4 separate regions of the Mus musculus genome follow, and all the other regions are linked to region 1. A link is a contact called in public Hi-C and Micro-C data. All regions are on one chromosome and are shown on one strand. Each heading gives the region's core, a stretch centred on a gene start, on an enhancer-like site or on the middle of the called end of the contact. The rest is flanking DNA. Distances are from core to core; before and after follow the strand shown.

Region 1 (4,926 bases), core at 1,442-3,941:
GGGTGGGTGTCTTCCATTCACCTGTCCCAACTTCCCAGGTGGGCCCAGGGAAAACTAGTGATGAGAACTGGCTGTGTTAGACCTGAATTCTAGATAGGCCTGCACACCTGCAAGCTGAGACCTGTGCCTGACAGCAGTACCTGGGGGTTGGTGAGGCTTTCCCCTGGCAATACTGACACCTCTTTTTAATTAAGGCCTTGTGGGCTCTGGCATTAGCCAGCAGGACCGGCCTGTCCTCCTATCTGCCTTCCTTTCCTCGATGTCTGTTGAGCACTTACTGTGTGCTGAGATAGTAGGACATGACTGCTGTACCCATCCATAGGTGAGCCAATTGCATGTCCTCTGCATGGAGCAGATGTCCCTTCAGGTGTCTGACCTTGGTGAGTCTTGTCACCTGAAGGGCTGAGGAGGCTAAGATGAGAACTGCAGAGAGGAGTCACTATCCTCCTTTTTTTGGATCTTGAGCAACCACTAAAGGTGGAATGCTGCCTGGATTCACCCTCTGCATCCTCATCTCCAAGTGGAGGTTAACCTTGGATACAGTTCTCTTGAGCATCAGAAGAGGATGCTGCATCTAGGCCCTTGGGTTGTTGCTTTTGCAGAGTATCCTCCCACAGCCTTGGCTTGCGAGCCTTAGGAAATCTAGCCATGCAGTGGGAAGTGTTTAGGATCAGGGTGACAGACTCAGAGATGTCCGGGGACCTGAAGAAGGGTACAGAGTGGGTCCCTGGCTGCTAAATTCTATACCAAGGAGTCCTTGTTTCCATCTGTTGGAATTCCAAGGGCCTGTTAGTGATACTAGTCTGAGATTCCTTGCAAAGAGATCAATGGCCTTATCCGGTAGTTTCATAGCTGTGGACTCCAAGGGCTGGCATAGGGAGCGAGTTCACCATAGGTTATGCAAGTGGGGCTGTGGGAAAACACACCCAGGGAGTTAGTTACAAAGAACATGGTGCCCAGTCAGACACAGGCTCTCCGAGATCTGTCTCAGCCTGGACTGTGCCCAGTTTTGTGGGTAGGGTCATAATTCTTCACAAACATGTGTGAATGTGTGTGGGCAATAGCTGTAGGTATGGCTGAGGTCTCACTGGGTAGCCCAGGCTGGCCTCTGCCTCCTGAGTGATAGGGTTATAGGTATGCACCACCACACTTCGATTAGGTGTTGTAAGTGACTGGCTGCTTTCATCACTAGTCACTCAGCAGGTATATGCCACAGGCTGTCACTGTGTCCTGTTGGGAGACAGTCAGACTAGCATGCTGAGACTCTTCTGTCATGATTTCTCTTACACAGGCCCTGCCTATTATAGCTTCCATATACGTGCCAGGACCCAGAGGGCCTTTGCTGGATAAACCCTGTCCAAGAGAAATTACATTCTACAGGCTCAGGTTAGGAGAGGCAATACTGGGTGGGGTCTTTAGCCTCCTTAGTGAAGTTGTAATGGTCCTCACCCACATTCTGCCCCAGCTTGGGAGGTGCAGCTTGGATCCCCATCTCCAGAGACACTCAGACCCACAGAGCTGGCACCTGCGCTCTGCTTCTGGTTGAGTGGGCTTTACGTTCATGCCTGACTCCCAAGGTAGATGAGAAATGAGATAATATAAATTAACAGGCATCTGGCAAATGCCCAGTCCAGTGACAAGTACACAATTTAACCCCTGGGTCTCTGGGGTATATGTTGGAGTCCTAACTTCATGGCTCTCAGTTTTCATAACGTAAGTAGTCCCAGCATTCCCCCTTTAAGGAGACAGTGTGCTACCACCCAACTCAGCTAGGAAGTGACTTGAACATCAGCCTTTTAAAGTTACTTTTGACTGGTATCAGCATCCACTGACAGCCCCTAGCAGGGCCAGGGAAACCCTGTCACTGGGTAACAGCTCTGTCTGCATTTGCTTCCCTTTAATCGTGAAGGATGTGTTGCCTCTGTTGGCTTTTCTGTCTTATGAGTTGCTGGTGTCAAAGGCTCTAAGGCCAGCAGCCGCTGGCCATCGGTTCACATTTGTAACTTGCATCTTTGACAGGGTGCCATACCATCAGGATGAGCAAAGAGATCAGAACATGCTGGTAACTTCCTTTGCGCTGTTTTCTTCAGGTGAAGTGACCCCAATGATGTGCATCACAACTGGTGAGCCCAGGTGCAGGTGCCTGGCATGGGCTCAGAAATCAGGTCAGTCTTCTGTGACCCTTGCAGTCAGGTTCAGAGATGCCCGGGGCAAGGGCTTGTCTGGGGTAATTGAGTAGCTCAGGGGGTGGAGAGAGAAGCTCCTGAGGGGGTTGAGGGTGGGGAAAGATGGCAATCAATATGGTAAGTCAAGGGGTTTCTGGAAACCTTTTCCAGTTTCCATCTTGGGACCTCTGAGATTTAGGACAGAGAAATCCTTTCTATTTTTTTTTTTCATTTATTTTTGAGACGGTTCCTGGTTCCTTTATTGCCACGTGACCCAACTCCTGGATCAAGTATCCTCTGCCCCCCACAGCCCTCCCCCACCGGTGTTGGGATTATAGGCTTGGGCCACCACGCTACTGATCAGGGCAAAAGGACATCTGTCTTTGAGATCTGGATTTGCTTAATGGAAAAGAGGGACACAGCGCTTACTGGTACCAACGTCCGTGGATGATAGTGAGGTTTTCCCATATCCTGGCAGTACAGAAAGGCCCAGAAGACACTCCAATTTTGCAACCATACTTGGGCACCTAGGATATCCTGAGGTTGTCTGTTTTGTCTTGGCATAGGTTCCAGGATTTGGCTCTCTGGCTAAGTCACGTTGTCTGTGGCCTGCCACCTCCGGGGAAAATAGAGCCCCTCAAGGCCCCACAGTTCAGCGGACCACTTCCAAAGAGCTTCAGGGCCAGGCGCCGGCCTGGAACCCTTGCCGCAGGTGGAGGCCATGGGGAGCATCCCGCAGGTGGCGGCGCTCAGCCGCAGCCAGGTGGGCGTGTCAGGCCCCGCCCCGCGCTCCGGTCTTGGGGAGGGTGGGACGAACGGAAGCCCCGCCCTCCCCGCGCGCTAGTTCGGAGCCGGTGCGGGAGCGGAGGCGCGCGGAGCCGGCAGGAGCACGCGGGAGCGCGGCCCCGCAGCGGCCCGGCCCGAGGGAGCAGCATCGTAGGAGCAGAACGGCCTGGCGACCCCCGCTGCAGCCAGGACCCCGCCCCAGCGCGACGCGGCCCCGAGAGAGGACTCTGGCCCCGGAGCGCGGCCTCGCCCTCCTCGCTCGCCCGGGTCCCCGGGCTGCGGGCATGGACAGCGCCCGCTCGCCCTGTGAGTATCGAGCTCTCCCGTTCGCCGCCTTTGTGTGCGCGCCGCGCCGCCGCAGCCCCCTCCCCGCGCGCCCCGGGCCCGCGTCCTTTGTGGAGCCTGCTCCTGTCCGGTGCTTCCCTTTACCCCGGCCTCCCTGTCCCTTCCCCACCCGCTCGCGGGATAGCCTAGCGGGGTCGCTCCAGTACTGGCCTTGACCCCTTTCTCCAGCCTCCCGAGCCCTTCTGTAGCTCCTTTGAGCCCTCAGGGACACCTAGCAGGTCGTCCCTCCTGGAGTCCCTGGGACAGCTAGAGACAGGCCGTGTTCCCGGCTCGGAGCTGAGTGAAGCAGGGCATCCCCTTGCAATCCTCGCCTCGGGGTCCGGTCTGCAGCCCTCTCCCCGGAGCCCGCAGAGGACCGCCCGGCAGGTCACTTCTGCGGTGGGGCTGGGCAGGGCGCGGGCCCAGAGGCGGCGCTGTCTCATCCCGCGGCCCAGGCAGGTGCGGCGGGGCTGGCGCTCACGCAGGGTCCGTGTGTCCTTGGCCCGCAGAGATGGACGGCGATGGCGGCCGCCGAGACGCCCCCGGCGCGCTGATGGAAGCCGGGCGCGGCACGGGGTCGGCGGGCATGGCGGAGCCGCGGGCGAGGGCGGCGCGGCTCGGGCCCCAGCGCTTCCTGCGGCGCAGCGTGGTGGAGTCGGACCAGGAGGAGCCGCCGGGCCTGGAGGCGGCCGAGACGCCGAGCGCGCAGCCCCCACAGCCTCTGCAGCGCAGGGTGCTTCTACTCTGCAAGACGCGCCGGCTCATCGCGGAGCGCGCCCGGGGCCGCCCCGCCGCGCCCGCGCCCGCCGCGCCCGCTGCGCCTCCCGGCTCCCCGAGTGTCCCCTCGGACCCTGGCCCGGAGCGAGCGGGCACGCAGGAGCCCAGCCCAGATCCCACCACCGCCTCAGCCGCAGCCGCGCAGGTCCCCGACGGCGGCCCGAGGCAGGAAGAGGCGCCGGCCCCAACACAGGAGGACGCTGGAACCACCGAGGCAAAGCCGGAGCCCGGGCGCGCACGCAAGGATGAACCTGAAGAGGAGGAAGACGATGAGGACGACCTCAAGGCCGTGGCCACCTCTTTGGACGGCCGCTTCCTCAAGTTCGACATCGAGCTGGGCCGGGGCTCCTTCAAGACGGTCTACAAGGGGCTGGACACGGAGACCTGGGTGGAGGTAGCATGGTGTGAACTGCAGGTGAGCGCCGCTGCCCCGCAGGTGGGCTGTCCGCAAATGCGTCCTTGGGTGTGTCCTTGCTCATATGAAGGGCTTTAGGCAGCCCTGGGGATGGTGGCTGGTATGTGTCACCCTCTGTGTGGGTGTCCTGCAGGATATGTGCCTCGTGTATGGCTAGCCTGTTGGTGCTGTTTCTGGACCTGTGCACACACAGGTTGAGGCTTGCCATCTTGGAGGTCAAGGCTGGGTATGTGCTGTGCCCATGGTGACATAGGCTCTGGAGTGGTCAGTGGAGGTTCGTTCTGTCAGCCCATGCTCCTTGTCCGTCCACAGAACCCACTTGTACTGGCTCAGTAGGGACTGGAGGGTAGTGAGAGAGAAGGCTGTCTTTAGGCCCTTTTCTAGGTGGCTTGGAAGCTCCCAGCTGTCCTCAAATTAGCATTTTTCCTGTACCCTGCAAGATGTATGTGTGATAACTGC
Region 2 (4,926 bases), core at 1,612-4,111, 890 kb after region 1:
CACACACTTAATTCTTTATATATTACACTATAAAACCCTGTACTTAAAACCCGAGAAGGTAGGTTTTTACCATGTACACGTCAAATACAAAGGTTTCCATCTAGGTTAAAGAAAGCACATTTGAAAGGACTCGTAACTGGTTTATTTTGTGATTGAACACCTCATGCAATCATGCAAGACCAGTACCAGAGAGCTGTTACCTCTGAGCCTCAGAAACTGGATACTGGGCAAAACAAAACAAAAAAACCAAATCAACAGCCTGGCCAAACAGAAAACATCCAGATAGCAAAAGCTCTGCAAGGGAGCTGAAAAATAATTTTCCAAAAGAAATATTCCCATCGATTTTAAAAAAACAGACACATAATATTTACAAAAAATATTTAATTAAAAATATCTTATAATTACAGTAGTCTATTAAAGCGCATATACTTTCTCACACTTATAGAACATCTCTATATATACAGGGTATGAAATGTCACTCACTTATCTATACAATATGTAACATTCTTGCAGAGAAAAAGTTCCCCGCCCTGTTATAATCATCTATTTTAAACAATAGATGTAAAACAACATATCTACAGTGCTCTGGTATATTAGTAAAGCTTCAAAAACAAAAACAGTTCCCTTGTCACAATGTAGCCTCTAAGGTTGGATTCACGATTGCTCTTCTACTTAGCAGTCTGGTCGACAACACTTAAGCTTCGAAGTTTAACTGCACCTTCAAAAGGGTGATAAAAATAACCACAGAAACGTACAATTCACAGCGGTCATAAAAGAAGAAACGAAAGAGAATACGTACGGTGAATGCTCGTGAACGTGCAAAAAAAGTAAAAGTGAATTTAAGTTTTATTTTTCCCCTTCTCTCTCTCTCTCTCTCTCTCTCTTGGAATGACAAGACGAGACGACGTTTCTAGATTTGCTGAAGATTTCCCCCCCTTTCCTCCGGTGGCTTGTTTCTCTTAATTTCTGCTCTGGCCCTCCCTTCCTAGGGCTCCTGGCTCGCTGGTGCTCAGGCGGCCGCACACCTGTGGAAGAGGAATGAATAGAGGGGGTGTGTGAACCTTCTCGCTGCAGACTAACTGGCGCCACCGACCAAACTCAAGACATGCATGATCAACAACCCAAAACAAACCGCCGGGTCAGGCAACACCCGCAGCCCGAAGCTCAGCCAAGTGCCCAGGAGGCAAATGCGGGCTGGGGAAGGCCAATGGACAACGTTCGGGGCGCTCTGCCCACATCCCTCTTTGTGGATGTCAGGCCGCTCAGCTGGGCATGAAGGGGAGGGAGGAGGATTGGGAGATCTTGGGACACTGGGATAGTTTCTACGGTCACGAGGGTGTCCTCTCAGAGGTAGAGGAGACCAGCAGAGCCTGTCGGTCACAGGCAGAGGAACGAGGGCGGCGGGGACCACAGCTGATGAGGCTCCGCAGAGAGTGATCCCCCCCCCCCGAGTTGGAAAGCTAAGTGGACTGTCTCGCTAACTGGGTGGCAGAGAGGTATGGGTGTCCCCGGGGCTTTTACGCTTCGAAATGCTAGGGGACAAAGATCGCAGCAGTGCCTGGCACCGGCAGCCCCTGGGGAGGTGCGAGCATGGTAGCCCACTAACCATTCGGGGACCTGAGCGCTCACCTGGCCATCCATCGCAGCTCAGCGGCAGAGAATGCTGTCACCCTGCTTGTTCACGGCGCCGGCCTGGAACAGCAACCCAACACCAAGGGGAAAAACGGTTAGAGTGCGCATATCACAGTGTCGCCACCACCCAGGAGACGTCCTGGAAAACTAGGCAGGCGAGCAGAGTCCCCACCCGAGCCCGAAGCTGGGGAAGCCTCCTGTGATGCAAGGGACACTCCGGAGACGCAGGGCTCCAAGTCCCAACCGCCCTCGGCTCAGGGACCAGTGGATCACCAAGCCCAGCAGGCGGCTCTCGGTGGAGACGGGAGAAGCGGCTGTCATTCCCTGAGAGGAGCAAGACCACCCGTATCTCGCCGCCCCGCCACCTTTCCCGCGATGCCCAGGGTGCCCCGCCAAGGCTTCTCACCGGGTCAGTGTTGAGCGCGGTGAGTGGGGTCCGCGGCGGCGCGACCGGACAAGCCCCGGCCGGGTGGAGAGGTGGCGCGGGCGGTGGCGGCTGTCTCAGCAAAGCAGGGTGAGTCTCCAGCGCCAGCTGCAGGTCCAGGATGTAGTCGATAACGTGCTGCAGGATCTCCACTTTGCTGACTTTCTTGTTGGGCGGGATGGTAGGCACGAGCCTCCGCAGGCGACTGTAGCAGTCGTTCATATCGCACTGCAGGCACAGCGCCGGCTCATCGGCCGCCGCCTCGGCCGCCTTGCAGCGCGCGGCCGCCGCAGCGGCGGCGGCGGCTGCCGAGCCACCCAGGCTGTGGCCGTGCTCCGCCAGGCAGCGTAGCGCCAGCTCCCCGCCGCCGCAGCCCGACGGCGCCTTGCGGCCCGAGGGGCGCACCGGGCTCACCGCCTTCATCGCGCGCTTCCTGCGCGAGAGGACCGCGACAAGCGGTAGAGCGAGCTCCGGGTCCCCGCCCGCAATTTGCTTTGCTCCCCTCTCCTGCGCGTCCGGCGCTCGCAGCACCCGGCGGCTCCGAGCTCCAGAAATCGACCGGAGAGCTGCTCGGGGTTTTGGAAAGGGTATCTCAGGTTTTTGTTTTTTTGTTTTTTTTCTTTTTTTGTGAGCGACAATCGGCCCGAAGCAAAAGACAAGAAAAATCAAAAGCCCCGGAAAATAAAAAAAGTAGCCCACCCTGGTCCCTGAGCCGTTCCCTTCTGAGCTTCGACTAAGGTGGATCGCCCGGTGACTGCCCCCCCTCAAAGTAACGACTTCCAACCGCGCCTCCCAGCTCAACAGCGTCGCTCGGCTCCGGCACAGCAGTATTTGTAGAGCCGCGCGCCTTGGGGGCGGGGCCAGCGCGCGGGCCGGGTCGCCACAAGAACCGGACGCGGGCGAGCTCGGCGCGCGGGCGGCGGCGCGGAGGGAGGTGGCGAGGGCGGGGCGCCGGGCAACCCGAGGGCGGGGATGGGCGGGGGGTCGGGAGTGACCAGCCAATCAGGAGGACAGTGCCACCTCGGGGAATGACGCTCGGGCCAATGGGAAGGGCACTCCATTCCGTCAACGCTGTGGGAGGGGTGAATCTGAGAAAATGAGAGCCGGGTGGGAGTCGGGCCAGGATGGAGAGTGCCCGAGGGAGGGGAAGAGAGAGAGAAGTTCCTACGAAGAACTAGGGGAATGTGCTGGCTGGAATGCGTTCTCCATGGGCCTAAGCTGCTGAGGGACTCTGAGCCTTGTTTGTGGGTCCCCTGTCACTCTTCAAGGGGGGGAGTTCAGTCCCCAGGCCTTCAGTCCCTAAGATTCCAGTGCTTTCAGAAGGACTCGCTTTCAAGAAGCGAGTTGGTTCATTTGTCCATGTTATCCTCCTTCGGCATCACCATTCATCTTTGCACAATTGCGAAGCCCTTATAATGGAATGAAAACGGGTAGCCTTCCCGTATGTGTGTATGCATATACATGCAGGCTAAAGCTTAGTAAAAGAAAAATATAGGAAAAGAATGTCGAAAGCCGGATCCAGTGCAGGATTTCTGATGAAGGTAAATACACATAAAACAAGATCCAAGATCGTGGTGGGTTTTTCTTGGACCTATCCAGATGCAGAAGTGGGCTTAAGACATGCAATCCTTTGCGGGTGTTAAATTAGAGCATGCAGAAATAAAAAATGCACGGACACGAAGTGTTTAAAATTCCACCATGACATATAATATTAATCTGATTTATGTAAAATTCATACCTGTAACTTAATTTAAGCCATTAATGCACAGCTTCATATATTTCAGCGCACTTCGATTTGAATAAGGAAATAAGAATAGTCCAGAGGCTTCCCTGTAGAGCTACGAAATATTAGCATTCACATCTCCAGGGTCCTGCTTAGGCCCCACCCTGCTACAAGGCCTGTTTCTTTAAGGGTGTTGTGTGTGTGTGTGTGTGTGTGTGGCTTTTTAGCAGAAAAACAGTCCTTCAAGGGTTCAAAATAAGTGTTGCTTGTGTGTCCTCTTCAAGAAAAAACAACCAAGCTCTTCAGATGGCAAATGAGCATAAAGCTCACAGCTCATGGGAAATGAATTTCGAGTGCTTTCCCCCTGCAAGCCCTCCCACCTTTAGACATGCTTGAAGATGAATTAACCCGAGAATTTTCTTCCTTCCCCATACATGACACGGACTGCTGCCTTCATTTTCACTGATAATTGAAAGAGATGTGCTCTTCACATCTTCTGACCACCCCGGATGGGCTTCATGCTCCTCTTTTCTGCTTTTCAGAACTCTGATACCCATACAAGGCAGCCGTTTTGTTTCGCCATGCGTGTACATTGTGACTCTTTGGCCACCACGGTTTCCAGAGTGCATTCCTTCTTCCTGACGAAATGAGGAGCAGACTAGTAAATACCAGTTTCATAGATGGATGTAACCATCTTCCTCCCTCTAAATCCTTAGAGGCCACTGTCCCTAATTATTGGAAACAAATGACATTCTCCGTTGCTTTTGTGCACGCACAGTCTCCATCCACACTTACTGAGAAAAATGACAAAATGTTAAGTAGTGTTCTCTTCCAAAGTCTTACACATTCTTAGTATAAACCCAGACCGGGTGTGTGTGAGTGTGTGTGTGTGTGTGTGTGTGTGTGTGTGTGTGTGTGTGTAAATACCGTGATTTTAGATAGAAAGTTGGGAGAAGCAGTCCTGGTGAGCAAAAGTTAGTATATTTGTTTTCCATTGTTATCACATTTGATACTGAACATACAAACATATGTACAAACATACATACATACATACATACATATGTTTTATCATGTTTTGGGAAAACCCTCACTATGTTCAGAGCACACACAATATATCAAAAGTTCATCTAGGCTAAGCTTGTCCACA
Region 3 (4,926 bases), core at 1,019-3,518, 600 kb after region 1:
TGACACACTAAAATGGCCCATCACACCCCGGAATAAGGACGGAGAGTCTGATCGATGAACAGCAGGGAGATCAAGAAGTGAATATATCATCTTGAAGTCATGCAATGAACAATGAACGAAAGGACAAAAGAGAAGACACAGGTCAAAGGAGATCTTAACAAGGGGAGGACTGAGGCAAAGAGGCCAGAGGACATTTCGAGAAGTATGTATGCTTTACTTTGGCAGTTTTGGTTACAATTACTTGTTTGTCTGGACTGAGAAAATTTGGAGGGAGTCATGCTAGAGGTGGAACGGAACTGAGGTAGCAAAGCCTCCAGGACACAGGGTGGGCCTCTCCAAGGACCTCGGCTGAAGGAATTTGCTCTTTCAGGGCCCAGGGGGTGGCTTCTCTGTGGGCTACTCCTACTTTATAGGTCCCAATTCCCATAGTCTAGAATGTCTCTTTCTCTTAGGACGGAAACCAGAAGCTTCAGCCATCCGTCGCCAGTCAGGTGGCTATATTGAGGCATTTTGATTCTGTAAGTCACCTTCAAATTAGGTTTCTGTTTACTGAAAAAAAAAAAAAAGTAGAAAGAAAAAAAGGAAGAAAACGAAACAGCAAAATCCACACCGCTATGCCTACGAAGGAAAACCTACTGTGAGGAGTCCAGCTTTGTATGAAGAGTTGATGACATCGTGTGGTTTATAATCCTCTTTCTCACAGTATATCCTGAAGGTTGAAGCTCTTCCTCCCCATATCCTACCTATCCCACAAGGTTCACCACCCTCCTCTTCTTTTTGTTCACTTGTTCACTTTAGTCCCAAACTCTCCCATCTTCTAAACTCTCTTGTCATTTGCTTTGGACAGAGAATGTTAGGATGGCTTATAGTTGGAGTTTATAATATAAGCACTTTGCTGACGTGTACAGTGCCTTTTTCCCCTGGATGGATTGCAGATGAATGTTCATAGGGTTTTGTTGATGCTTGACTCTCTTGACTCTCTTTTTTAAACCGTGCAAACCTACTATCATTAAATAGTACCCCAACCCACCCACCAAAGAGCAGAGAGGTCTCCTAGTGCATGGAAAGTTCCAGTAAGAATGAAGAAATGCTTTTGCATTGATTTAAAAAAAAAGAATTCGTAAAGATTGCTTTGAAAAAGTTTTAGCACAAAAATTTCAATACATGGGAAAGAAAAAAAAAATAAAAGAGATAAAAGATACACCATAGGAGACCTAACTCCTTATGTGACAGATGGGTGAAGTGAGGTATGGAGTGGCCTTGGCGTCGAGCCCCGGAGCCCCCGAGAGGGAAGACTGAGTGAATCCAACATCTTGGGTACACGTGAAAACCGCCCCGAAAACTCTAGCACCTCCCGCCTCGCAGCCGGCAGAGCGGACGGAGGCCACGTGACACGACTTGTCCATCACCGCGGAGGGCGGGACTCAGAGGACGGTCCTCGCTATTCTCCCGGTCCTCCAGTAGGGAAAGAGGAGCCTGTCACGGTGGGCGGGCCAGACCCGCCTTCTCCGCGGCGGGGGCGGGCTCAGCCGTCACCCTCCAGTGGGGGTCCGGGTGAGCCCCGACCGGCTAAGGCGAGAGGGCGAGGCACACGTCCGTCAACAGCGTCCGCCAATAGGAATGCGCGCTGCCCGCAGCTCCCGCCCCCGCCTCGGATTCCCGGCGCGCGCGTAGCCTTCCCTCAGGCCGCCGAGGCGGCGCCCGCCCGCCCGCGCTTCCATCCGGGTTCTCGCGCGCTGCTCTCTCCCGGGCGCGGCGGTGGAGGGCCACGGTGGGGGGAAAGCCAGACCATTTCCCGTGGCGGCAGCGGGACGCCTTTATCCGCGAGCTTGAGGTGGGTACTGCGGGCGTGAAGGCGAGCGCGGGGACGTCGCCATTTTTCCCTCCTCCAGACTCAGCGGCGGCGGCAGCGGGCGACCAGGAGGGAAGACTTGGGGGCTGCCGCGCCGCACCCTGGGACCCGTGGGATGGCCTGGGCGCCTCGGGCAGGCGGGTGGCCCCGGGGCCGGTGGCCCACGGATGCCGTGGGCCTTGGGGCTCGGGCGGGGGAGGGGTGCCGCGTGGCCGCTGGCCTGCCCCAGCCCCCTCCGCTTCCCGCCCAGCTCCTCGGCGACCGGGCGGGGGAGGGGGGTCATTCTTCACATTCCTCACCTCGCCCCTCCCCCGCCGCTTCAATCAAACTTGCGGCGGACGGAAGTCCCGCCCTCTGGCTCGCGCCGGTTGGTCGGGGCTACCTCCCCGCTGTGGCGTGACTGGCTGCGGACGTAGCCGGGCCTCTATGACGTCACTTCCGCCGTCAGGTTTGTGGGCCGGGGAGACCTTGGCTTTGGTTGGGGGGGGTGGGATGGAGGAAGGTAGGAAGTGCGGGGGGCGGGGAGGGACGGGGCGGGGCGGGAAGGCGCTGGCAGGGAGGGAACGGAGAGCCAACGCTGGCTGCTTGCCCCTGCTCCGCTCGGCCAACTGCGGCCTGAGGGCCTGGAGCAGCTGCTGGGGCTGGAGGATCGCTGCGGCTGCCCGTCCTTGGCCAGGGGGAGGGGAGCGCGAGAGCGGGAGGAAACTGTATCCCAGGGGATGGGGTAGGAGATTTGCAGCTCGGTGGCACCGGAAACGAGACTGGCCTTTTGACTGGGGAGGCTGCAAACTCTTGGAAGCGGGTGGCCTCTCGGAGGCCGGCTAAGAAAACTTATCTCTCGGCGCGCTCTTTAGCGGAGGCAGGGTGGTAACCTTTATGCCCTTGGCCAGGACTGCCCTTCGGTGATCCCGCTTGTTAGTGCAGGGTCTGTGTCAGAAGTGATCGTCTGTGTTGTAGTTTTCAACTTTTTGTGTTAAAAGGATAATTATGAAAGGACAAGGGGGGGCGGAGAAAAACTTTAGAAACTTAGTTAAAATGGAAGACGATGACAGATTGCTTTTTTAACTGTTGAAAAATATTGGCAACCTGTTTTTGAAGTTTAAAACATTAGTGTTCTTGTTTTTGATTGCCTGATAATCTTGTGAAGAAAATTGAACAAGTAAACAATCTTTTTATAAGAAAAGTTAGTTTAGCCGGGCACGCCTTTAATCCCAGCACTTGGGAGGCAGAGGCAGGCGGATATCTGAGTTCTAGGCTAGCCTGGTCTACAAAGTGAGTATCAGGACAGCCAGGGCTACACAGAGAAACCCTGTCTCGAAAAAAGCCAAAAAAAGAAAAGTTAGTTTAATACAGATTTTTCAGCATTCTGGCCTTTCATTAGGTTCTGTCAGTTGAAGCAGTAATATTTGGGAAATTTGAAATTGTTAGTGTAACAAAAATACTAGTTGGAAATGTAAGAACTTTAATTAGAGAATAGAAATCTTCCAAATTAAGTCGGGTCTAAAAAGTGTTATCAAAATTGTGTAGATGGGGCGTGCATTTTACCCTATGGGTAATTTTATTGTAGAAATTGATAGTTTTGTAGACTTGAAGCAAGCTGTGCCCTCCCCCACTATAAATTGAAGTTGTGCTGATTTGAGACTTAGTAATTTTTCAAGCTGGAAAGGTAGAGGAATGCAAAACATGTGGCTATAAAGAAGGTGTTGGCACACAAGTTTAATCCCAGCACTCAGGAGGCAGAGGCAGGTGGATCTCAAGAGTTTTGAGGGCAGCCTGATCTACAGAGCAAGTTCCAGGACAGCCAGGACTGCACAGATAAAACCTGTTTCAAAAACAAACAAACAACAAAAAAAAGTACTTCAGTTCACAGAGTGAAGTATTAAAACAAATGGTCCTGCTGGAGTTGTTGCTCAGTGATAGAAAGCTTGTCAGACATGCCTGAATTGGTGGGTTGAGTTTCCAGTACTAATAAAATAAATGCTCATAATAATTTAATGTTAGTAAGTCTCATTTAGATTTCTTGAGGGTCCTGGGAAATGTCCCTAGTAAACCTCCTCCAGAACTAAGGAAACTAATTGGTTTAGAGAATAGCATCCTAAATATCAAGTTCCTTTTATTTCAGTAACTAATGTTACAGAACCAGTGTGAGTTGGTGACAATTGTGCAGATAGATAAGTGGTTGAAGGCACTTAGCATCATACCTGACAGTGACCCAAGTTTGAATCCTTGGGACTCACCCACATGGTGGGAGGAGAGAACTGACTCCAAGTTATCCTTCGATGTCCACATTTGTGCAGACATAATACAAAATAATTAAAAAAAAGAAGCCTTTTTAAAAATACTACAAAGCCAGAGCTGGAGGTGTAGCTCACTCAGTTGATAAAGAGTACTTGCCAGCCATGCCTCAAGCCCTGGGTTCCATCTCCAGTTCCTGCCTGCAATCCCTGCACTGTTAGAGGTTATCCTCAGCTATGTAGAAGGTTCCAGGCCATCCTGAGCTGTATAAGACCCTGTTTCAAATAAAGGAGGCTAGATGGAAGCACCACCAATGAATGTTCCAAATAATGTATCCTGAATCACTTAGTATGTGGTGATCAGAAACTTTTAGGAAGATTTAAAATACGAAATAATGTGCTACATCAGCTATATCTGTTAGTTTTCCTGCAAAGTACCATTTTGTGAGTGGCAGAAATGGTTAATGTCCTCCTGAAGAGCACATTTCCTCTCTTACACTGATCTCCAAGGAATAATAGAAACAGCTCTATAGTCATATTTGGTGAAATGTGTAAAACACTGCTCCCCTCTCCCATTTAAGTGTGTATAAGTTGGGAAGTATATTTTGGCACTCAAGGCTAGCAGTATTTCAAAACTTTGAATGTCTTTAGAAACTTATACTATAAAGACTATTTTTACTAATTGTCAATGTTTTTTTTTTCATGTTTTCTCAGGACTAAAGTAATGGGGGTAAAGGTGGCACCTTACATGGTCCTTGAGTTTTGTGGGTGTTCTGTGCATTATGTAATCAATTAAGAGTAGATTGCATTAACTAGATATAATGATTTTGCCTTTTTGGT
Region 4 (4,926 bases), core at 1,807-4,306, 520 kb after region 1:
CCTTATGCTTGACAAATAACATGACTGACCTCCCTGGTCACTCACCATCCATTGCATAGTGGCAAAGGGCATCATAATGCCACATAAGAATGTACACAAGAAGCAATTCCCCTTGCCCCAAAGCAGGGTAGAGAATGGATGCTAATGACCAAAGAATACAAACTCTTCAGGAGGATAGTGTACAACTGCTGTGACAGCAGACTGCCTACCTCTTCAGTTTGCTACTCTGTGTTCTTGTTTACAACCATCAGTCATATATGCTATCTTTTTGTAATAACTCATCTCAGTACTTGGATGAGTATTCTCTTCTTGGCCAGATTCTTTCAAGTCTTCATGGAGATTTAGCTCAGTTGTCAATTCCTCGCAAGTCTTCTCTGATAAGTCACTCTTCTTCTCAGATCCTTCTCATCCACACAACCAATTTATAAATAATCTCCACATGTTCATTGTATATCTATACTTGTCACTTGGAAGGCTAAATTTTGATGTTACAATGTAGCATGAGTATATAATAGGTATTGTTTATTAAAGCATAAACCAGTCCTGCTTCTTATTTAAAAAACCAAACATGGGCACTCTTCTTTCTTGGCTAATAGTAAGAAATGCCAAGTCAATTTGGGAAATATTTGTTTCCCAAACCCCAAATTGATAATTTAATGTAAAAATCTTTCTTGTATTAGTATATTTATATGAGGCCTGCTTACTGGGCTATAAGGTAGTATTTTTTCCCCTATACTGTTTGTTGATCCAGGTTAACTTTAGACAGAGAACTTTGTTAACTGAAAACACAGATTTATATTCCTTATATTTATGTTTGCAGCACTGTACAACTAATTGAAACCAGATCACTCATTTAGTATACCTAAAGCCCTTCTGCCATGCTAGTTTGTCACCATTTACAACTTTCTTTTTTTTTAATTTTTTTATTAGGTATTTTCCTCATTTACATTTCCAATGCTATCCCAAAAGTCCCCCATACCCTCCCCACCACTCCCCTACCCACCTACTCCCCTACCCACCTACTCCCACTTCTTGGCCCTGGCGTTCCCCTGTACTGAAGCATCTAAAGTTTGCAAGACCAATGGGCCTCTCTTTCCAACAATGCCGACTAAGCCATCTTCTGATACATATGCAGCTAGAGACACGAGCTCTGGGGGGTACTGGTTAGTTTATATGAAATTTCTAGGCAAATGGATGGACCTGAGTGAAGTGATCCAATCACAAAAGAACTCACATGATATGTACTGATTGATAAGTGGATATTAGCCAAGAAACTTAGAATGCACAAGATACAAGATACAATTTGCAAAACACATGAAACTCAAGAAGAACGAAGACCAAAGTGTGGACACTTTGCCTCTTCATAGAATTGGGAACAAAACACCATGGAAGGAGTTACAGAGACAAAGTTTGGAGCTGAGACGAAAGGATGGACCATCTAGAGACTGCCATACCTGGGGATCCATCCCATAATCAGCCTCCGAACGCTGACACCATTGCATACATTTACAGCTTTCGATGTCACTTGTATCATCACAAAGCTATTAATGGCATGGACAAAATAGAAAATATATGTAAAGCATCTAGCACAGAGCGCCACAGAATTTGCCTAGCAGTGTCCTGCACTAGAAAGACATTTCTACTGAACTGTATGAGATAACAGGACTTCTAGTAGAGTTTGAAAACATGGACTCAGCAGAGGCTGGTAGATGCTTATCTGGATCCATCCCTCACTTTTTTGGCATGGGATTTCCTTAAGAACAGAAATGTGCCTAGTGAAGACATTTCTCAACTACATGAGGTCATGTTACTGAGTATGTAAGATCTATAATATGATTAAGTTGATGGGTAGGCTTCTAGTAAGATCTTTATTAAAATATTAAATAAGGACATGGTGGATGGTGCTCTGTCTACGATTTTGATCCATGACACAAATTGAAAGGAAACCTGATTTTTTAAGGGTGACATGGCAGAATGTCTGGATCCCTGGGTACAGCTTTAATGAGAAGAAATGCCTGTGAGTTTAGATCAGGATTCTGGAACCTGGAGTTTCTGTTACAAGAGGGCAGAGACCAGTCAGGTCTCTTAATGACAGGGTCCCTGTTCCTGTCCAGACCTGGAGTCACAAGAGGCTAAGATGCTGGCAAGGCTTTGACAAAGAAAGTCTAAGGATTGCAGGAGAACAGAAGGAAGAGACTCTGGTGTTATGGAAAACTGACCAAAGAAGAACCAAACACCACTCTGAGAGTTGGAGAATTCAGATTTATTAGGCTAGCCTACTCCACTGTGGAGAGACATAGTATTTATGGGTTTTTAGCTTTGGTCATCCAACTGCTACAGCACTGGTGTCTTTAAATTACTGCCTTAGTGAACATTTGCTGATGGTCTGTTTCAGAACAACCGAGGGGAAATTTCTACTTGAGTTAAAGTATGCTTACAGAACAAGTGGCAGTTGGGACTTTCGTTAGCAACACGGATCGTTGCTAACAGGTACAGTGGTTTCACCAGATACCTACAGGACCCATACTTATGACAGCACTTGGTCTTCATTTTCCCCCCTCTACATAATTCAACTTTCCCCTACTAGACCAACTCCAGAAATTCATATTTAAACTGTCATAGTGCAAGACAATATTGACTATTAAATATAATAGTTCAAGAATATTAGGGGGGAAATGAAGACATTCGATGCATAATATGGGCTTTTCTTCTTCTTTGGGCGCTGAGACGGAACACGTGGTTCCGTGAGCGAAGCTCCAGAGCAGTCCTCGCTCCTCCTGCGACTCTGCACCGGGGCTCGTGGGGAGTCGGTGCCCCCCACCCCCACCCCCATGCTGCAGGCTGGCAGCCGCGCCCTCTCATGGCCCTGAGGGTCCTCCGGGCTTTCCGCGCACACGCCGTCGGCTCAGCCCGCGACCACTCAAGCCCCAGCTCGGCTTCCCAGCGGCTCCCACATGTTCGAAAACCTTAGAAGCTGTCCGCCGCGTCACGGGCCGCCTCGAGTCTCCATTGGCTGGCGCGTATCACGTGCACCGAGCGGCTCCGGCTATTGGCTGTTGGGTCGGGCGCGCGCAAGGCCGCGGCGGCGACAGGGCGTCCTCGGCGGCCGGGCTGTGGAGTGGCCCGTGCGCGCGCCCGAGGGAGACGTTGTGTAGCGCGCCTGGCGGGGAGTCTCCCTGCTCAGAGGCGCGGCGGGAGGCCGGGCCTGCGGGCAGGCCAGCGCCGCGGAACCCGCCCGAGCAGCGCCCGGGGCCGGCCGGTCCTCTCCGCCCGCGCCTCCCGGCCCTAGACGTGAGACACCGACCCGTCGGCTCCAGGGCTCCGAAGCCGGAGAGCGAAGCGCGCCAAGAGGTTCGGAGTCCGCAGCCAGTTAGGCGCCCGCCGAGCGGTCCCCAGACGGTTGTCCTTACGCGGCGGGTTATCCAGGGAGGCGTTATTTGGAGGCGCATCCCTAGAGGCGGGGCGGGGGACCAGGGCCACCGGGCGCCCCTCTGTCTTGCTCAAGTGCTGCGACACTCGGATTTCTCGGGAGCAGTTGGAGGCTTGCTTGGGTGTTTTAGTTGAAATCTCTTGATTAGAAATATTGACAACTAGTTCTTCATTACAAATAAAGCAGACAAGACAGCCACAAGCAGGTATCAGGCTACCACTTTGGGATCCCTAATTCGGACCTCTTTCTGTCAGTAAACGAGTCACGTGACCTTGACCAAGTCACTTTTTCTCCTGACATGCATTCTCAACGTTGATAATGATGATGATGATGTCGATGTCCCTGCTCTGGGGTGTGTGTGTTTTCTTATATAATAAAGGGTTTGTGGCCTTTCAGAGGACCACACCATAGATACACCCTACCTGTGGTATTAAATTTTAATGGAAAAGAAAATTTAGTAAACAAAGGCCCAGGGAGGAGGGGGGTGGAGCTTGAGAAACAGTGCTTTAGGGAAATAGCTGATCAAATTATTCCAGCAAGGGTTGTCTATGCTAAAAACTGAACACAAGCTATCATTCATTGACTGCGAGCTGAAGGAGCCTGAGAAGCTGTTATCATGGCGGGCACTATTAACCTGTGTGAACATGTATATATCCACCTCCACCTCACCCTCCACCCCCACCCTGCACAGCATAAGCTTTCTTGAGTTTAACAACAAAGTGTCATTCCAGGTTGTTGTTTTGTTTTTGTCTTTCCCTCAGAAAGGAAGGCTTGGGTGATTTGCCACAATCAGAGCTGTTAGTGGAAAGAAATAAAATGTAAACACGCATGTATGACCTCAAACCACTCACTCATCACCATGTGGTTTCTTCCTGTTCAGTTGTAGCGAAACTTCTCGCTACCCAGGAATCCCACCTGTGGCTTTTTAAAAAGTGTGGATACCCAGGTCTTAGAGACAAACTGGGACCAGCATGAAATTTGCTTAAGACCTCATAGACGATTCCCATTTGGAAGTCCGTAGTCCGTCTTAGCAATAACTAATTGCTAACCGGATACCGGTGCCTTCACAGCATTGTGTCCTGGAGACCCAGATTCCCCATCTCAACAGTACTTCATGTCCTTTTAAGGGAGGTTGGGTTTTCATCAGAAAAAAATCCTTTGTTGGTGGAATCCAAGCGAATTGAGAGAACACTACTGAATCTCTCTCTCTCTTTTTATATGATCTTCCTTGACCACTACTGAATACACTTTTTTTTTTAAATCCCAGCAGTCGGGAGGCAGAGGCAGGCGGATTTCTGAGTTAGAGGCCAGCCTGGTCTACAAAGTGAATTCCAGGACAGCCAGAGCTATACAGAAAAACCCTGTCTCGAAACCACCCCCCCCCCAAAAAAAGTCATATGAAGAAAAGTAAGAATCACAATTTACCTGTAGTATCACCAGTTTAACAAAATGATGTTTGTGGTCTTTACCATGCTGTATCATGATTAGTGATGCCC

What was found. A called contact is a pair of places that touch in the nucleus more often than the background predicts.
Region 2: a Micro-C map of embryonic stem cells shows a contact between it and region 1, with 4 times the contacts expected there. The contact joins the promoter of Id4 here to the promoter of Wnk2 in region 1. A contact is called at or near these places in 1 of 39 promoter capture datasets (liver) and 1 of 484 Hi-C or Micro-C datasets (embryonic stem cells).
Region 3: a Hi-C map of pro-B cells shows a contact between it and region 1, with 6 times the contacts expected there. The contact joins the enhancer-like site here to the promoter of Wnk2 in region 1. A contact is called at or near these places in 4 of 39 promoter capture datasets (the HPC-7 cell line, embryonic stem cells, pre-B cells and 1 more), 1 of 484 Hi-C or Micro-C datasets (pro-B cells), 3 of 115 datasets of contacts at active chromatin or transcription factors (astrocytes, embryonic stem cells and pancreatic cancer cells) and 1 of 9 other capture datasets (embryonic stem cells).
Region 4: a contact with region 1 is called in a Micro-C map of embryonic stem cells, with 2.9 times the contacts expected there. The contact joins the promoter of Ptpdc1 here to the promoter of Wnk2 in region 1. A contact is called at or near these places in 5 of 39 promoter capture datasets (embryonic stem cells, hippocampal neurons, pre-B cells and 1 more), 1 of 484 Hi-C or Micro-C datasets (embryonic stem cells), 1 of 115 datasets of contacts at active chromatin or transcription factors (neural tube) and 1 of 9 other capture datasets (macrophages).

The regions. Positions count from the first base shown.
Region 1 is chr13:49,146,093-49,151,018 of GRCm38.p6, reverse strand. Wnk2 (WNK lysine deficient protein kinase 2) reads left to right here and starts at 2,691. Exons shown (of 30, transcript NM_001290313.1): 1 at 2,691-3,257; 2 at 3,785-4,467. The coding sequence starts at 3,787.
Region 2 is chr13:48,259,051-48,263,976 of GRCm38.p6, reverse strand. Id4 (inhibitor of DNA binding 4) reads right to left here and starts at 2,861. Exons shown (of 3, transcript NM_031166.3): 1 at 2,039-2,861; 2 at 1,630-1,692; 3 at 1-1,025. The coding sequence starts at 2,479. The coding sequence ends at 1,648. A330033J07Rik (RIKEN cDNA A330033J07 gene) reads left to right here and starts at 1,354. Exons shown (of 3, transcript NR_102303.1): 1 at 1,354-2,057.
Region 3 is chr13:48,543,258-48,548,183 of GRCm38.p6, reverse strand. No RefSeq gene overlaps it. Among named protein-coding and RNA genes, the nearest start is that of Mirlet7a-1, 7.4 kb to the right of the region's middle. Within about 2 kb of position 2,268, at least 414 of the 459 cell types and tissues checked have an H3K27ac peak or open chromatin away from gene starts, as enhancers often do. A contact at or near this core is called in the HPC-7 cell line, astrocytes, embryonic stem cells and 4 more, where this site is marked.
Region 4 is chr13:48,623,802-48,628,727 of GRCm38.p6, reverse strand. It overlaps Ptpdc1 (protein tyrosine phosphatase domain containing 1), which reads left to right and starts at 3,056. Exons shown (of 10, transcript NM_207232.2): 1 at 3,056-3,351.